Linked DNA regions of Mus musculus: regions 1 and 3 are each linked to region 2. A link is a contact called in public HiCAR-type and HiChIP or PLAC-seq data. All regions are on one chromosome and are shown on one strand. The core of a region is the stretch at or near the end of the contact, and the rest is flanking DNA. Distances in the headings are between cores, read along the strand shown. Region 1 has its middle 27 kb from the start of A630075F10Rik. Region 2 has its middle 22 kb from the start of Gm52536. Region 3 overlaps Tshz2 (teashirt zinc finger family member 2).

What was found. HiCAR-type assays count read pairs that join an accessible place to other places. HiChIP or PLAC-seq counts read pairs in DNA pulled down with a chosen protein or histone mark.
Region 1: a HiCAR-type map of embryonic stem cells shows a contact between it and region 2, with 6 times the contacts expected there. The contact joins two enhancer-like sites. A contact is called at or near these places in 5 of 115 datasets of contacts at active chromatin or transcription factors (embryonic basal ganglia, embryonic forebrain and embryonic stem cells).
Region 3: an H3K27ac HiChIP or PLAC-seq map of embryonic stem cells shows a contact between it and region 2, with 6 times the contacts expected there. The contact joins two enhancer-like sites. A contact is called at or near these places in 8 of 115 datasets of contacts at active chromatin or transcription factors (cardiomyocytes, embryonic basal ganglia and embryonic stem cells) and 1 of 9 other capture datasets (embryonic stem cells).

Annotation. Positions count from the first base shown.
Region 1 is chr2:170,041,603-170,045,233 of GRCm38.p6, reverse strand. It overlaps a transcript of Tshz2 not described here. Among named protein-coding and RNA genes, the nearest start is that of A630075F10Rik, 27 kb to the left of the region's middle. Within about 2 kb of position 2,218, at least 24 of the 459 cell types and tissues checked have an H3K27ac peak or open chromatin away from gene starts, as enhancers often do. A contact at or near this core is called in embryonic stem cells, where this site is marked.
Region 2 is chr2:169,099,765-169,103,176 of GRCm38.p6, reverse strand. No RefSeq gene overlaps it. Among named protein-coding and RNA genes, the nearest start is that of Gm52536, 22 kb to the right of the region's middle. Within about 2 kb of position 1,711, at least 4 of the 459 cell types and tissues checked have an H3K27ac peak or open chromatin away from gene starts, as enhancers often do. A contact at or near this core is called in embryonic stem cells, where this site is marked.
Region 3 is chr2:169,726,554-169,730,319 of GRCm38.p6, reverse strand. All of the region lies in intron 1 of Tshz2 (teashirt zinc finger family member 2), which reads right to left. Among named protein-coding and RNA genes, the nearest start is that of Gm34344, 61 kb to the right of the region's middle. Within about 2 kb of position 1,524, at least 22 of the 459 cell types and tissues checked have an H3K27ac peak or open chromatin away from gene starts, as enhancers often do. A contact at or near this core is called in embryonic stem cells, where this site is marked.

The sequences.
Region 1 (3,631 bases), core at 969-3,468, 940 kb before region 2:
CAGTGGGAACCCTGTCCTCGGGGCACGACATGGCTGTTGCCATCTCGAATCAGAACATCTGTGGTGAGCCACAGGAGTCCCTCGCAAGATTGAGGTCATTAATGTTTTCATTAGACATCTGCCCGAGATTCCAGCCACTGTTCTCCGTCCCTCCCTTGGCTTCTGGTAACCATGCATCAGTTGGTGTAGGGGCTTGGGTGGGGGTAGGGGACTCCTGTGTAAGGGACACAGAATGTTGGCTTTGTGTGGGTCTCATCCTGGAGTGGGACTTTCAGGTCGTGCAACTGCCTTTGGGAAGCCCATTAACTCCCTAGGTCAGCAAGGTAATGCTGCTGCTTTGCTTTGCTGTTGTCCTGTCCCTAGTAACAGTCACACAGCAGCTGTTCCTTTGTATACCACCTAACATCTGTCCAGGGAGCAGAAGACATTAGACAAAGCCAAAATGAGAGACAGCTCACGAAATAACCGGCCAGTGCTTGTCAGAGGATCCGTGTCACAAAAGACGGGCTGAAGAAATGACTCCACGGACAAGAGCGTTGGCTGACTAAGCAGAAGACAGGGCTGGGATCCCCAGTAGCCATGTAAAAGTCAGGACGTGGCTGCAGGCACCTGCTAACTCCAGTGTCGTGGGGGTGGAGACAGGTGGATTGCAGAGGCTTGCTGGGTTCTGCGAGAGGTCTCAAGGGAATAAGGTAGAAACCAATAAAGTGGGCCACTCAGTGGTCTCCACACACAACATGAAATATTAAATTAACCGATCAGAACAGAATACAGCACAACATGGGAAGACTTAGTGGTAAGGACCAAGTAGCTGTGGCCGCTAAATCTAACCTGAAATCCTGAGTTAGGTCCTAGGAAAGCAAAGAAAATGACTAAGAAGTGGGAACATTCAAACATGTTCTGAAGTTTGGTGGCTAGACTGTCAGCACCGATTTCTTGGCTTTGGTCGTTAGACTGTGGTAGGGTGGTCTCCCACAGCAGTGACAAAGCCTGTGGCAGGGTGGCCTCCCACAGCAGTGACAAGCCTCTCCACTGCTTTTCCATCTGTCTCTCTTTTGAACTTTCCATGTGTGCTTGCATCTGCTTTCCCCTCTGTAAGTCAAATATTTCAATATAGGAACTTTTAAAGAGCTGTTGGATGCAATGAGAGTCATCAAGCAACAGGGGAACCTATCACCAAGGACCACTCTTCCCTTTTGTCAGCCTACCTAGGAAACGGGCCAGAAGAGCCAAGAAGAATTTACCCAGGGGACCCAGGAAGCCCAAGGGAGGTTGAGGCTTGGGGTCTGACCTCAGCAAAATGGGGGACTGGCTTCGAGTTTCCCTCAGGCAGTGTTTTTGCGATCTGATCTATACAGTGTCCCCTGGCACTGGGAGACTAGCTCCGAGTCTCCAGTGGACACTTGTGTAACAGTGTGGCATTTACAAAGTGTCCTTTGCAAACCTCTGGTGTAGTTTCACTCCCCTCTAGATGTCCTCTTATTTTATATGTGTGCACACGTGCCTGAGTGTTATGCATGTGCACCGTGTGTGCAGTGCCCATGGAGGCCAGATGGGGGCGTTGGACCCCTAGGAACGGCTGTGAACTCCCTGGTGTGGATGCTGGGAATTGAACCTCGGTTCTTGGCAATAGAACCCCCCCCCCCCCCCCCCCCCCCCCCCCGCTGTTAACCGCTGAGTCATCAGTCCTGCCCCACCTCCAGAGATCTCTCCAGTGGTAGAGGTGCATGCATTTGAACCCAGAGTCTCCAGTTGGTGGCACTGTTTTAGGACATGAGCTTTGCTAGAGGAAATACATCACTGGGAGGTGGGCTTTGAGAGTTTATGTCCTTGTCCCACTTCCGTTCTCCTCTTTCTGCACGTGGTTGAAGATGTAATCTCTCAGCCTCTCGTTCCTGCCACGGTGCCTACTGCTTGGTGCCCTGCTCCCTACCGGAATGGTCTGCGTTGCTTTTTGTCATGGTATTTTGCCACAGCAACGGAAAAGCAAACTAGTGCCTCTTAGAACAGCCCGAAGAACAAACGCAGGGGTTTACAAAGTATACAAAGGGAGCCCAAGGCTTGAGTGGCACGAATAGCCAACAGAGACAGTAGAATTGGGGTCTGCTCCCCACCCCACACCCTCCTGGCCTGTGCGCCCTCCAACTGCAACCACAGAGGAGCAAATACCTTCTGAGGAACCTGGCTGACACAATTGCTCACATCTGATTGGCCAATGCAACCCACGTGGTCAAGCCCAGCCTCAGAAAGAGAAGACTTTGGTGAGAAACTGGAGGGTGTAGATTGTAAACGTTGGGTTTTTGTGAAGTCTTCCTCTCCACTGGCAGAGGAATGGGAGCCATGTGGGGCTGTGCCTGCCCCTTGAGCCAGTAGCTCAGAGGACTTCCCTGCACTGCGCAGTGCATGTGTGTGGCAGGCCGTGGCTTTCTCTAGGTCCGAAGCTAACGCCAGTTGTTCCTTCAGTAGTAGCTGGGCCTGATGGCTTTCATTGCTCGCTTTCACTGCTCAGTGCATTAGTATCCTTGTGCTGGCAACTGAGGTTCTCTGGATCCCGCTCCTGGAGGCTGGTGACTCATGCTCCCAGCCTTTGTGGTCAGACATGGCACCAGCCTCATAGGGGTCTGGGACTCTGAGTGCCAGGTTGGCCAGACAGGTCACCCTGGCTAATTTACATCACTAGTGATTCAAGAGTGCTCAGAATTAGGCTTAGCCAGGGGGACCCCTGCGTCTCTGAGGAATTGGGTAGCCAGTCTGGGAAAACAGTTCCCACCAGTTCGTGTCTCACTCTGTGACATTCTGATTTTGTGACATTTCGCAATAAACCAGCACCTGCCACCCACATGGGAATGGAGTGCGACTCCAGTTAAGGCTTATTTTATTTTATTTTATTTTATTTTATTTTGCTGACTGTAAAGAAGAAACAGGATTTGGGGTACACCAGGGCTTCTTGATCATCTCTCTGTCCATGGCAGGTTCTCTAGCCCCCCACCCCCTTTAAAAATGTTACATTTACTGTAACTGTTGTTTAAAACATAAATAAGGGAAAGAGCATAGAAGATGAATAATGAAAATAAATTCATCTTATTTATGTGTTTATGCACACATTTGACAATTTGACAATTATTCCACACCGCAGGGTCGGTGGCGGTTACATTCTAGAAAGTTCCTTACTTTTTAAGTTTCTCTCCCACTCCTCCTGATTTTTGTCACATCCAACACAGGCACATTAGTATTCCAGGACAGGAGGCCTGGTGTGCACGGCAGGACAACCCTCCGCTCCGGTGTGTTACTTCAGTTCAAGCTTCAGGTAACTGAGACTTGTCAGTCTCTAGGCTCAGATAGGGGCCTCCTGGCAGACACATTCCTTACCGGCAATTCATTCCGCTCCAAAGGAGCAAGGGGGGCAGTGATTAAAAAGAGAAATGAGGGCCCATGAGATGGCTCAGCAGGTAAAGGGGCTTGCCAACAAACCCGAGGACACGTGTTCAATCCCTGATGGGAGAAGATCCCTGAGAAGGGGAAAACTAAATCACACAAGCTGTCTTCTGAGCCTGCACTCCCCCGCACGGATTGTAATCAATAAATAAAGGAAGAAGGATGTAGGCTCCCCCACCCCCTTTTAAAAAAGGAG
Region 2 (3,412 bases), core at 462-2,961:
CATGGTTGGAGCCAGCATAGGAAAGAGGGATTGTTAGACGGGCTAACACTGGCTGTCTTCACTTTGAAGAGGCTGAAACCTGCTCGTTATTCGGTTCACAAGGCTGGGTGCCTGGGCAGTCTCAACCTTGTTCTGAAGGCCTGGAGGATGCCAGCAAAGGCCCCTGTCTTCAGTCCATGTCGGAAGCCTGAAGGAGCTGCAGTCTCCTGTGAGGAAAGGACATGTCTTTCATGAACTTCCACTTTCCACACAGCCTGCTAACTTCTATCTATTAGGTGTTGGTTGGGTGGCTTTGGTTGGTTGGTTGGTTGGTTGGTTGGTTGGTTGGTTGGTTGGTTGGTTTTGGTTGGTTGGTTGGTTGGTTTTGGTTGGTTGGTTGGTTTTGGTTGGTTGGTTGGTTTTGGTTGGTTGGTTGGTTTTGGTTGGTTGGTTGGTTTTGGTTGGTTGGTTGGTTGGTGGTGGTAGTGGTTGTTGTTTTGTCTTTGGTTTTTCAAGACAGGGTTTCTCTGTGTAGCCCAGGCTATATTGGAACTTGATCTGTAGACCAGGCTGTCCTTGAACTCACACAGATCCACCAGCCTCTGCCTCCTGAGTGCTGGAATTAAAGGTGTGGGCCACAACCACCTGGCTTCTGTTTTAAAATACCATTTCTTCCCTTATTGCATTTACCAAATAGTTTTTCTTCCACATTCACAAATAGGAACTGAGACATAGCCAAGCCACCATTCATATTTATTGAGAAAGTCTAGTTTCCAGTTGAGAACCATCTTCCCCATCCCTTGAGGGCCCTCTACTTCAGCCTCCATAGCTCCTGTCATTTTGTTGCGTCTGGAGTTGTTCTTCTGGCTGTTGTTAGTTTCACCGGCATGTTTATATCTACGAGATCAGAAGTGGAAATTACATAAAATCTGAGGCCAGTTAAATAACCCCAATATCGTTCTAATATACCATTCAGTCGTAGTAACCAACTGCCCCATAAGGGCGTGTTAAGAATCAGCAAACTGGCAGAGCCATGAATAAACCAGTTTCTGCAGGTTTCAGTCACTGCTGTATTTCCATGGCCCAGCACATGACTAACGACTCAGAGAATAAACATTGCGGAGTGGTGGGAAGGAGGAACTAGAAAGCTGCCTGGTGCGTGCAATCACAGACTCCCTGGAACCCACGGGAGGAGTCAGTGCTGCTCAGAGGCATGCATGCTGTGGAGACTTACTGGAGAACACAAGAAGGGAAAGCCTAGAAGATTCTCTCCCCCAAGGGTTCTGGAGAAGTTCTAACCATGTTCACTCTGGAAACACTTCCGTGAGTCACCAGTTTTTCGGGATAAAGGAAATTCAATCTGGATTGAGGGCAAAGAATGCCTTCTACGGCCAAGATGGGAGGTGTTTCCTGAAGAGCAAACAAATGTCCCGGACCTTCCTACTGCTGTGGTAGACAGATAGGAAGAGGAAATGGGGGCAGGGCATGCTGGAGTTCAAGGGTAGGGCCCTGCATTGCCTGTGTAAAACCCTGGATTCTATCCAGTATCAAATAAAACTGGGGGAGGGTACTGCCTTGTGATCCCAGCACTTGGGAGAGAGAGAAAAGAGGACCGGGGGTTCACAATTATCCTTGGCTACATTGGAGGTCAGCCTGGGCTACATGAGATCCTGCCTCAACAGACAGAGCGGGAGCACAGTGGAGATACTGAGCCGGCAACAGGATGGGGTCAAAGTTCATGCAGCGTCTGCTTCCCCTCTCCAACAGGGACACCATCGCCCTCCCTCAAGATCCTATAAACAAGTGAGAGAAGCGCACCTTGGTCAGCAGCATTGACGTTTACTCTGTCTTTCTATAAGAAGAAAGAAAAAAAAAAAAAGAAACAAAAAAACTTTTCAAAGTACCTGATCGTACTGATCTATAAGGAAATTAAAACGTCGCTCCCTCTAGGCAAAGTCATATTCAAATTTTTAAAAAAAATGGGCTTTTTCTTCTCTGTGTTTGTGTGCCAACTTTGGGGGTCATCCCTCAGATGCCTTCCCCCTTTGGCTTGAGAAGTAGCCTCTCACGGACCTATAATTCTCCATGTAAGCTAGGCAGGCAGCCAGGGAAGCCCAGGGGTCCTTCTGCCTCTGCCTCCCCAGTGCTGGGATTGCAAGCATGCACCACCATGCCTGGTTTTTCACATGGGTTCTGAGGATGGAAGTCTAGTCCTTGTGCTTGCAAGGCAAATATTTCACCAAATGAACCATGGCCTCAGACACCGCCAACCCCTGGCCCACCCCCACCCCCACTCCCCCACCCACCCACCCCACCCACCCCACCCCCCCACCCCCGTCACCAGTCTCCAGCCCCACCTACGCCTCCCCCATCCCTCCCCTGCCTCTCCCACACACCACCACCACCCCACCCGCCCCCGCATATTTTAATTGGAGTAGACTCTGGCTTACAGTCTTTTGGCCTCTGGCATCAGCCTCGGTTCACGGTAGGGTCACGTCCTCAGCACCCCCACCACAACCCCGCCTCTGCCACTGAAGCTCAGGTCTGAAGGCAGAAATTCTCTCCAATAACATCTCCTTTGACTTGGAGGATGTAACTCAAAATCACATCGGGTGGAGTTTTTTAAGTCTGGAACTAGGAAACCCGGGGTCACAGCAGCAGTGTCCCAGCCTCCTTCCACCCTGTCATTTCTCCATATAATTTTCCTTCCCATGACCATCAAGTGGTCCAAAACTGTTGCTGGAAGTACCCGCTGCCATCAGGTATCATACGATCCGGAAGAATGGAAGGAGAGAGGCATAGAGTCGGCTCCTTTTAAATATATTCCCACATAATTAAACAAAAACTTAGATTCACAGCCCCAGTGTGCTGCAAAGGACTCTGGGAGGACTTGCTACACTGGGGGCTGTTTTGTGGTACTGAATAACTGAAGGTCAAGTCTAGGGAATACGGGGAGGGGCGGTTTCAGGTAAGGAAATTATCGGTTCTCCCACTCACTCCAGTATGGCTTATGCCCAGTTTTAATTTGTCTTTCTCTGCCTCTCTTTAAGTGCTAAGAAAAATAATGAGATATCTAAAGTTTTCTGAAACCCTGAAACCGAACTCATTTACCTTTATAATTTTCTATTAATCTCCTCCCCGAATTCATTTTGCATTTAATTCCGGTCTCCAGCACTTTAATTCCGTCGCTTCAGCCTTCACACATTAGCGGTCTCCGTCTTGTCAGACTTTCTCCTCTCTCTTATGTTCATTTATTTGAACTTTTAGTGGTCTTCTAGCCGATCCTTTATCCTTTTTATTACGAGAGCATGAAATTTTATAATCCCCGGGAGCTTTGTTAGTCAGCTGCTGCAAGGCTCTTAACCCCGGCTAATTTATTCCTTCATTTTTGACTTTCAGATCTGAAGCACGCCTTAATATTTTGTTTTTGAAT
Region 3 (3,766 bases), core at 275-2,774, 630 kb before region 2:
CCTGAATAAACTGGGGTTGCACTGGAGAGTCCCTTTTGCATTTGAACCCTTTCCAACACCACATAATTTGGAAACTGTATGGTTGGCTGCAAGTTAAGCCATCAAGTCCCCCAGGGTCCCTGGTGACCATCACCCTTCCTCTATGTCCCATCATCTCCCCTCATCTCCTGCTTGTTGTTTTGGTGAAGATTCATCAGCCTTCTTTATAAGCCACTGCCAGAGGGCCAGATGAATCTTCCTAAAACAGGGTGCCTCCTCACAGGGCCCCCAACCACTCTCTCCCAAATTGGGAACTGCCTTGGAAACCCATCTGGCGCAAGCACCTCTCGCTACAAATGAGGAGAGTGAAGTCATGGAATAGATAGCAAGGATCCTGCCTGTAGAGGTGACCAGGGAATCTGCCTGTTTTGGTGCCGGGCTATTAACTGATCAAGTGCATCACTAGCTCCTTCTCACACTGTCCCGGAAGAGCCTACATCCTACCCACAGAACCAACCAGTTTGTCTTTGTTTGTCCTTCCTGGGTTCTCCCTGGCTGAAAACTGAATATCTCCAATCCTGAGTGCTCCATGAGTCCCCTTGCTGGTGGCGATGGTCGTTTACTCCATTGCCACTAACATCTTCATTCTGATCTTTTCTTGACTTAGGGGTGGCTTAGTTCTTGTCAGTCATGGTGGCTTGCTTCCTGTGCCTAGACCGTTCCATCCAAGCCCTTCACATGTCTACCACACCTTCCCATTTACATCCAACCATTTCTATGTCTACGTTCCTCCATCTTAAAGTTTCTACATCCCGTCTTCCATGATTCCTCTCACTTGGCCCTTGTACTTCCTTCTCTGCCTGCCTAGATCAGCTCATGTCAGCAATCAGCGTCTGTGACCTGTTCTTTCTGTCCACAGACACACATTTTTGGAATCTGACTTCAGTTCTAATGGTGTCTCCATTTTAGTCTGTCCTTTAGCCATTCAATGATCAAAACTATCAACCCTCAAACTGGTGAGGAAGTGGAGGTCCCACTTCCTCTGTTTCCCATTGCACAGACTGTTACCGGGAAAGAACAGGAAACGCCTGGTTGGAAACATCCAGGACCTGACAACCAAGAAGGCAATCACATCAAGGGTTGACACTCCCTGTCTCTTTTTATTTATTTGCATGGCCCAGTAGATTCCGTTCTCAATCGTTTTAACAGTCCAAGACCCGTCAGGGCCAGCACATCACCGTGATCTATCGTCGGGGTAAAAAATCTCGTGGTGGTGACAGCCTAGATTGACAGCGATGTTTAAATCCTAAACTAGTCTCTGGATGACATTCAATTTTTTGTCATGAAGTTTCAAAATGTGACTGGAGCCTTTTCAAAGCTTTCCGCCTGGTGGAAACGCCGGTGGCAAAAGCAGACATAAACCAGCTGTGGTGGACTGGGAAAAACACTGACCTTTGAGGCCAAACACCTAGGGAGGGGCTAGGGCTCTGATGGGGGAGTCAAGCATGTTTCAAACAAGTCCTCCCTCCTGCAGTGGCTCCCAATAAGTGGAGCCCAGCTCTGAAGACACAGGAAGCATGTGACCCGCATGCCTGGCCCAGGAGGGGTGAGGTGTTTAAAGACCTTGTTTCAAAGAAGTGATTTACATTTGTATGCGCAGATAGGCTTCTGTTTCTTCCCAATCGGAATATGCCTTTATTAAGAGTCCCTGGAACTCAGACACAGCAACCACAGTTTTCCTTTCCCTTGTTCATTGTTGTGTAAGTTTTGTCTGCCTCTCCAGTCCATACCTATTCCAATAAATAGAAGTATTAAAAATTCCAGGCTTGTTTTACTGTTGCATTTGTCACAGATTCTTTTCAACCTAACACTAAACCCACTTTCTTTGACTTGAATTCTGAATGGTTCTCTCCAAAAGGACAAACTGAGGCCCTGGGTCAACACAAAGGCCAGAGTTTTGATCATCCCTTTCAGGGAAGCTCAAAATACAAGGATATACAAGATATACAAGCTCAAGATATACAAGGATTCCATTTCATCAGTGCTGTCTCAAGTATATTTGAATACCGAAAGGTGTGCAATGAGGAAAAAGACACTTAGCTTCTCAGTCAAAGAGTGTGCCACTAGGCAAATGATCTGTCTCAGAAGGTAAAGCGCTTGCTCGATGCCAAGTCTGATGGCCCGAGTTTGAACCCCAGGACCCACATGGCAGAAGGAAGGAACTGACTCCCACGAGCTATCTTCTGCCCTCCACATGCACACAAGCTTTGGCTTGCATGTCACCCCTTCCCCACACACAGACAAACATTACTAAAAGTATTCTTAAAAGAAGGAAAGAGTATTTTAATCAAGGGAATATATATTTAACTTCAAAAGTCATCAAGGAGGGCCCCACAGGGGGGTGACATTGAGCAGAAGGTAACCTCCCTCATAGTGACATGTAAGACCCGGAACTGGAAAGCCATGCCTGTCACTTTTTGTCCGTTCTTGAAATTTGGAACTCAGACACAGTAGTGTCCACACTTTGGATATCCTAAAGTATGCAATGAAAGCTTGGCCCAGAGAAACCCTGAACAGAACCCTTGTGATTAATAGCCTGTGCATTCAGCTGATGTATATTGTGAGTACAAACACTGAGGTCAGTGGAAATGATAATTAAACATGCATATTTCACAATGGAAAAGTCCCATCCATCAACCTGGACCCCAAACTGAAAACAGAGGGATGTTTTCCACTTGGCAGATGGAGTTAATAGTGTGCAAGAATCACTCTGTTCATCTCTCAGAATAGTTTCCCAGGCTGGACTGTTGAAAAGGATCCATTAGTTCATCCCATATCAGCCTCTTCCTTTTAAGAGATAATAATTTCATTGTTAAAAGTGACTCACACTGTAGTTAAGTAACAGGAAAAGAAAACATTAAGAAAAAAACCCCTAAAACCATCCAATATCCCAGCGTTGAAAAAAAAAACCATTTTAATATGAATTATATTTCAGATGTGTTTCTATCCATATGGGATAGATAAATAGATTGTTAGATGAATGGATCAGTAGATAGATAGATTATGGGTGGACAAGTGGGTGGATAGATGTATGAATACATGGATGAGTGGATGGATGGATGGATGGATGGATGGATGGATGGATGGATGGTTAGGTAGATGTATGCATGCATGGATGAGTGGATAGATGGAAGGATGAATGGATGGATGGATGGGTGATGAGCAGATGGGTAGGTAGGTAGGTTTACATATGTATGAACGAGTAGATGGATAGATGGACAGATGATGAGTGGATGGTTAGGTAGGTGGATATATGAATGCATGGATGAGTATATGGATGAGTGGATGGATAGATGAATGGATGGGTGGATGGGTGGATGGATGGATGTTGGGCCCTATTTGTCCCTGGTTTGGACCTTGAGGACAAATCCAAGCCTGGCTCAAGTTTTGAAAACTGTCTCAGTCACTTCCATACATGACCAGTGTAAGCCTGCCTCTGCCTAGCTACCGCTGATGTGCCAATTTCTTATAGGCCCCATGAGATCACCCCACATCCCTTGTCATCTCACACCACCCCATACATCATCTCACCCTATACGCTCTGTCACTCTTCCTCACCCCCATGTCATCTTGCCTCACCAAAAATCCCCACCTCCTTCCTCAACCCTATATAAACAAAAGACTGATACAATAAAACAAGTTTCTGCTTTGAGAGATGGTTAGTCTCTGGACCATCCCAGCCACCACACTCACCATCCTGCTTCAGCCCAGGATTTCTCCTCTCAGC